Linked DNA regions of Mus musculus: region 1 is linked to region 2. A link is a contact called in public HiChIP or PLAC-seq data. All regions are on one chromosome and are shown on one strand. Each heading gives the region's core, a stretch centred on a gene start, on an enhancer-like site or on the middle of the called end of the contact. The rest is flanking DNA. Distances are from core to core; before and after follow the strand shown.

What was found. HiChIP or PLAC-seq counts read pairs in DNA pulled down with a chosen protein or histone mark.
Region 1: a contact with region 2 is called in an H3K4me3 HiChIP or PLAC-seq map of bone marrow-derived macrophages, with 3 times the contacts expected there. The contact joins the promoter of B430306N03Rik here to the enhancer-like site in region 2. A contact is called at or near these places in 3 of 115 datasets of contacts at active chromatin or transcription factors (T-cell acute lymphoblastic leukemia, bone marrow-derived macrophages and large pre-B cells) and 1 of 9 other capture datasets (embryonic stem cells).

The regions. Positions count from the first base shown.
Region 1 is chr17:48,314,378-48,317,547 of GRCm38.p6, reverse strand. B430306N03Rik (RIKEN cDNA B430306N03 gene) reads right to left here and starts at 1,386. Exons shown (of 6, transcript NM_177083.4): 1 at 1,063-1,386; 2 at 506-817. The coding sequence starts at 1,120.
Region 2 is chr17:47,801,093-47,804,287 of GRCm38.p6, reverse strand. No RefSeq gene overlaps it. Among named protein-coding and RNA genes, the nearest start is that of Tfeb, 17 kb to the right of the region's middle. Within about 2 kb of position 1,522, at least 15 of the 459 cell types and tissues checked have an H3K27ac peak or open chromatin away from gene starts, as enhancers often do. A contact at or near this core is called in bone marrow-derived macrophages, where this site is marked.

The sequences.
Region 1 (3,170 bases), core at 137-2,636, 510 kb before region 2:
CAGGCAACGGGTGTTCAGGAATGGAAGGCTGTGAATGCATGGGGGAACTCTGAGATCCAGCCAAAGAAATAGATTTCTGTTAGCAGCAACGAGGCAAAAGTGTTCAGAGAAACCAGTAAGAACCAGCCAGAGGCCAGCAAGCTTGGGGTTCAGCTGGCCACTGGCTTTAAGCGGCTGGTGGCCTTAGGGGAGGGGCCATTCTTCTCTACGCCAGTTTTCAGCAACTAGAGCAGTGATTTTTCAGTCTTCCTAATGCTGTGACACTAAGACAGTTCCTCATGCTGAGGTGACCCCTAATCACAAAAGTATTTTGTTGCTACTCTGTAACTGTAATTTTGTAACTATTATGAATCATAATGTAAATATCTGATATGAGACCCCTGTAGGGCTCTTGACCCACAGGTTGAGAACGTCTCTACTAGAGGAAGCTGTTTCTTGAGTCCTCTCCAACTCTGGAGCCTTGCAACTCAGGAAGGCCGAGAGCCACATGGAAGGGGAAGCTCACCTTTTGACACCACCAGGTGAATACTTCTGAGATAAATTATCCTGGTATTTACAGCGATCCCACAGTGATAGATGCCCGAGTCACTCATCTTGAGCTTAGTCATGGTGACAGTGAAGAAGTTGAAGCGAGAAGACTGCTGGATGAGGAATCTTGGCTTCTCGGCACTTTTGCTGACGAAGAGGTAACACAAGTTGTCTATTTGCTTACACCAGATCTTCTCATCGGAGTGGTAGAGCGAATCATACCAGCATGTCAAAGAAACAGTCTCACCCTCCTGTGCTCGAAGTAACTCTGGTTTCTGTGTCCAGGAGCCTGGGAATAAATGTTTCATGTCAGAGAGCCCCCATCCTCTGCAGCAGCAGGAGGAGATGGGTTCCCTTCTCAGGGAGAGAGAGACCCTCTGTGTGTCTATGCTCAGAACTTGTTGCAGGCAGCGGCTGGCCACAGCCCCCCATGTACTCTGCCCTCACAAGCACAGAGCCCCATTGTGCACACCTCCTGTCCCCTGCCCTCTCTTCAACCTGGTTTTTTCCCTCTGTCCTTGTCCCTGTCCTCACCTGAGGCCAGGAGCAGCAGCAGCACTGGGGAGAGCAGGTATGTGGGCTCCCAGGCCATCACTGAGTCCTCCTGAGCTGTGATGTTGAGCAAGAAAGGAGGGGCGCTCTGAAGAGAGAAGAGCAACCCTGGGCAGGATTCAGGAGCCACCACAGCCAGTTCTGCAGGAGCTGCTAAGGAAGGCAGAGACCTCTGTGGATGAGAGAGAAGCTGGGCAAGGCCTGTGCAGTCCTGTGGATCCTCCAGCTACAGCCCTGCTCTGAACTAGATGAAAGCTCTCAGAGACTCTGATCTCCTGCCTCACAAGGCCAGGCCTGAGGAGAGCTGAGAACACCCAGGAGGAAAGTGAAGTAAGAGAATTCTCATTTCTCCTCCCCGGCCAGTTCCGCCACTTCCTCTTTAGCTTAAAGTCTCTGTTCTCCACCCAAGATGCACCCACAGAAGGCAGGTGACAGAGTCAGAGGCCCTTTGGAGACCTGGCTAGAACTCTAAGCCCTGCTTGCCCTCAGGTTAGACCCTCCTACCAGCCCACCTGTCACATGTGGAGCAGAGGCCATGAGAGGAAAGGAGATGGGCATTTATTCTCAGGAATGGAGGAGCAAGGGAGTGGGCAGGAGCCTGGTCAGGGTGGGGGATGGGAAAGCTGGGCATGAAGGAAGACTTCAGAATGGGGGAAGGGAAAGGGGAGCCCCAGGCCCTATGTTACCCCACACACCCAGTTTCCCAACATGCCACATTCACTGCTAAGAATTTGATGTATTCATTAAACATTTTAAAAATAGTTGTCACAGGACAGTGAGATGCTTCAGCAGGTAAGGACACGTGCTACCCAGACTGAGAACCATGACCCACAGGCTAAAATGTGAGACTCAATTCCCAACAGCAGTGTGCTCGATTCCACACAGAAAAAAAAAAACTTAAAGTAAATAAATATGCATGTCAGTGCATGCACTATGAAATATCAATAGCTACAGGCTGTTCCCAGTTATCAGATAAGTAAGGAGAAAACCAGGCATGATGGTGCCTGACTATCATCCTAGAACTTAGGAGGCAGAGGCAGGAGGATGGAGAGGTCATGTTTATCCTTGGCTACGTAGCAAGTTCAATCAGGGCTACATGAGGCCTGTAGGCAGCCGGCCTAACCCTAAAAGATGGCGCCGGTCTCCGGTACACCCTCACCATAAACAACACTACTGCGCAGGCGCTAGCCCGAATCTGGCGCCAACCCCTCCCAAGCGGGTGCATGCAAATTAAAGTGCCGGCAGACTGACCAATCCCAGGAGGACACATAGCCCTCCCCAGTGCTGGGGTGTATATAAGCAGTCCTCCCTGGGTTCCCGGGGTTCCCTTAGCATTGAGGCGTTCCTGCAATAAAGCTGTTGAGAGGAATCCGACCGTGTTGTGTTTTTCCTTGCCGGACAAGGTGAGCACAACAGAGGCCCTGTCTCAAATAAACAAATAAATAAAAATAAAATGTAAAAACCTGTAATAGTGGGGAACCTTTAAATGGAAATGCAGGGTTTCAGGTAGGATGCCAGGGAGCAAGGGCTGAAGCCGATGGGCACAGGACTTGTGAAAGGCTCTGCGGAAGAACGGGACAGAGGAATGAGCGTTGTGCAGGCACTGGGGAAGTGCAGGTCACCCTGGGAGGAGGCCTGAGAAGTGGGAAAGTCTTTAATCAAGTTGGCAAAGGGATGCCAAGCCTTTAGATACCAGAATCAATCAGCCAGTGGCAAGACAAGGTGTCTAGGGGTGAGTTGGGCCTTGGCAGGTTGACATTCTGCAGCTGAAGGGCTAGCTAGGTGACTCCTCACCACTCCCAACATGAAGCAGGAAGTCCGAGGATGCTGAGGGCAGACCTGCAGCATCCTTCCCAGTGAACAGAGCAAGGCAAGCCTTCTGCAGCCACTGTGTAAACTCTATGGGAGAGTGCACAACTGTGGCCGCAGGGTTATTTCACCTGCTCCTTGCATGTAAGACAACCAGCCCTGTGAGGGGTGGTCAGTCCCTACAGCCTTTAGCTCATGAGACTGTTGCGAGGCAGGCAGCATCGCTGGCCTGTCTGGTACCCTAGCTGGTTATGCCCCTCCCAAACCTAAGTCTACATTGC
Region 2 (3,195 bases), core at 273-2,772:
GGGGGGTGGGGGGGGCACAAGCTAGGATAAAATACCTACAAATCATATGCATAATAAAATATTTGTTCACCAAATATATAAATCACTTTTATAAAAAGTATTAATCACTTTTTCTTGTGGCTGGAAGCACATAGCTGACAAGATGAACTTCAGGGAGGAGGGTTTGCTTTGGCGCACAGTCTGAGGGATCGGGTCTGTCACAGCAGGAGGGCATGGCAGTAGGGGCCTCCTCAGGGTGGGAGTTTATATTGGCCACTTGCTCACCTCTCCACAGGGCAGGAAACTGGAAGCGCTCACACACAAAATAAAAATAAATAGATCATTTCTTGAAACTCTTCGAGCACATTTTAAGAAAATCTTTTCTCTGTGTGTTTTGTCTGTGCGGGAATACGTGCATCACAGGCTGCAGAACCCAAAGAAGTCAGAAGAGGGCAGCAGACCTGTGACTTGAGTTACAGATGGTTGTGGGTGCTGGGGAGTGAACCCTGGTCCTTTTACAGCAAGTACTCTGAACCACAGAGCCATCTCTCCAGTACCTTCAATCACAACCTTGATAATTGTAGGGCAAATCCTTATATTTACATTACTCTGTATGTCACTTTTCTTGCTTATAAAGTAGGGATAATGATATCATTAAATCTTTCTGCCACGGTGTGTGTGTGTGTGTGTGTGTGTGTATACATGTACAAATGAACTTCCTAGAACAATTTCCAAACTGAAAGTGACTGTCTTCCTGGAAGCTGAGTGAACACATGGGTGCTAAAGAGACACTAGCCCAGATGTCCCTACACCCTCACAGTGTTGATTGCTGGCTACAAAGAAACAACGAGCTCCCAGCTCAGAACTCAGGGACAGGGAGAAAGCAAAACAGCCCTGTTTACCTGCCTGTTCCCTGGAGAAAGCTACAACCCCCACCCCCACATCACAGGCAGAGCAAACCAAAGCGTTGAGACAATATACCCTTCCCTGCCTTCCCCCTGCCAGGACTACTGGTCACTAATTACTTAGCAACCTAGAGAATCTACCAGGACCCCAGTTAGGTACCCGAAGATATAATTGCTCCCTAATTAGAAAAAGTTGTCAAATGGGAACAATTCTATCTATTCTTCATTTCATCTCTCCCTCAAGCCACATCTCTCTGCTTCTCCTCCCTCAGTGGGACCGCTTCCTGTGGGTGGGGGAGGGAGGGTACCAGAGGCCCGTGACAATCACGATCCTCTGCTCAGTCCCAGCCTCTGATGGGCTTCTATTCCCAGGGATCCCTGCACTTAGTGGTTTACTCTGGGGCCATTTAGGAAACGCAGGGGGCGTGGCTTGTCAATTATTCCTGTAGCTCTGGCTGGAGGTCCCAGCCTGCCTTCCGAAAGTGCTCAAAAGTGATTTTTCTGGGCTGCAAAGACCGTTGGACCTGAGACAGCTGACATTTGGCTCAGGAAATTGGGAGTTAAGAGGAAACTCCACAGGCCGGGCAGCTCTGCTGATTCAGTGTTCAACCAGTATTCAGGAAGCTGTGGGTTCAATCCCCAGAACTTCAGAAAGGGGGTGGGGGTGGGGAGCTTGCTCCACATATGCAATGAGCACATGGGACATGGAAGCAGGAAGATCAGGAGTTCAAAAACATCCTCTGCTACATAATTGAGTTTAAGGCCAGACTGGGCTGTGTGAGATCATCTCAACAAACAAACAAATAAACAAACAGAAATGAAACAATGACTGGATAGAGTCAGGTCAGGCTGAGCTATTGGGAGGGTATGGGGATGCAGTCAAAGCTGAGGCTGCTGGTTGTGAGGAACTGAAAAGGCCTCTCTCTGACCTGGAGGTATGTGGGCTTCACCCAGTGAGCACAAGGCAGTCAGCTAGCAAAGAAAAGTCACTCCAGCCACACAGAACTGAAGGGCTGCAGGCCAGGCCAGGATGCTGGAGCCTGGATGACTCCAAATGGCTTCTGGCAGACAGAGAAGGCCAAGGGGGGTGTGAGCAGATGAAGCCCAGTGGCCCGTGATTTGCCTTTGTCACATCCAGCAGACACCATCCTCAATGGACTTCAAACTCTGCCACGGAGTAGGGAGGTTGAGGAAAGGGAGGGAGGACCTCAGGGTGCAGGGAAGACCAGAGTCCTATCCATTACACAAGTCACCCCTGAGACACTGGAAGCAGAAGCTGCCCAGGGTTTATAGGAGGGGAGTTGAAGGCAGTGACTGCCAATGGATGTAGGGTTTTGTGTTGGTGTGATGACAGGTTCTACTCCTGTCTGGGGACTGAGCAAGAAGAGGAAAAGCCACAGTGTGTGACACATGCCTCCAAGTGTCTTTGAACAAGCTGGAGGCCTGGCCATCCAGCATGCCTCTGGCTGCCCTGCCTACTGCCTCCTGACACCAAGAAGGATGGCCATCGGGACTGCTCTGTACCCAACCACCAGGTCTGGGCTGAGTAGCAGGGGAAGGGGTGGCGAGGGTCGCTGTTAAGAAGCCACAACAGAAGGATGGTTAAATCTGGGGCCAGCGGGAAAAGACAAGAAGAGGGGTGGGGATACAGTACAGTTGGAGAAATGCTTGCCCAGCGCAAAATGACTCACTGGGTCAAACAAGCCTCAGGACCAGGCTTTGGAACCCATGGGTATACACAGGAGCTGGGCAGGTGCAGCAGGGAGCGGGATGCCCAGGTCAAGCCGGCTAGTCTGTCTAGCAAGTGTCTGACTCTGGCTTCCACTGAGAGACTATGTCAAGAAAGTGAAGAACAATAAAAAAAAAAAAAAAGACACAAAAAGACACGCGCCATCAGCTTCAGGTCTCCACACGTGCACACAGGCAATCCACACATTGGCATGCACACATGACCACACACCCCAGATGGAAATACACACCCACACCCACACCCACGAGAGAGAGGAGAGAGAGAGAGAGAGAGAGAGAGAGAGAAATTTGAGGTCATCTTTGCCTTCCGAGCCACTTTGGAGGTCAGCCTAGAATATAGGAGATCCTCTCTCAAAACAGAACCAGAAATGAATTTTATCTTTTATTTTTGCACACTGAATTCCAGGTGCCCAGTTTAAAAATATATATATATATACATATATATATATGTGTGTGTGTATGCATATATGCCTATATATGCATACATATATTCATACACATATATGCAATCTGCACATGGGACACAGAAGCAGGAGGATCAGGAGTTCAAGGACATCCTCTG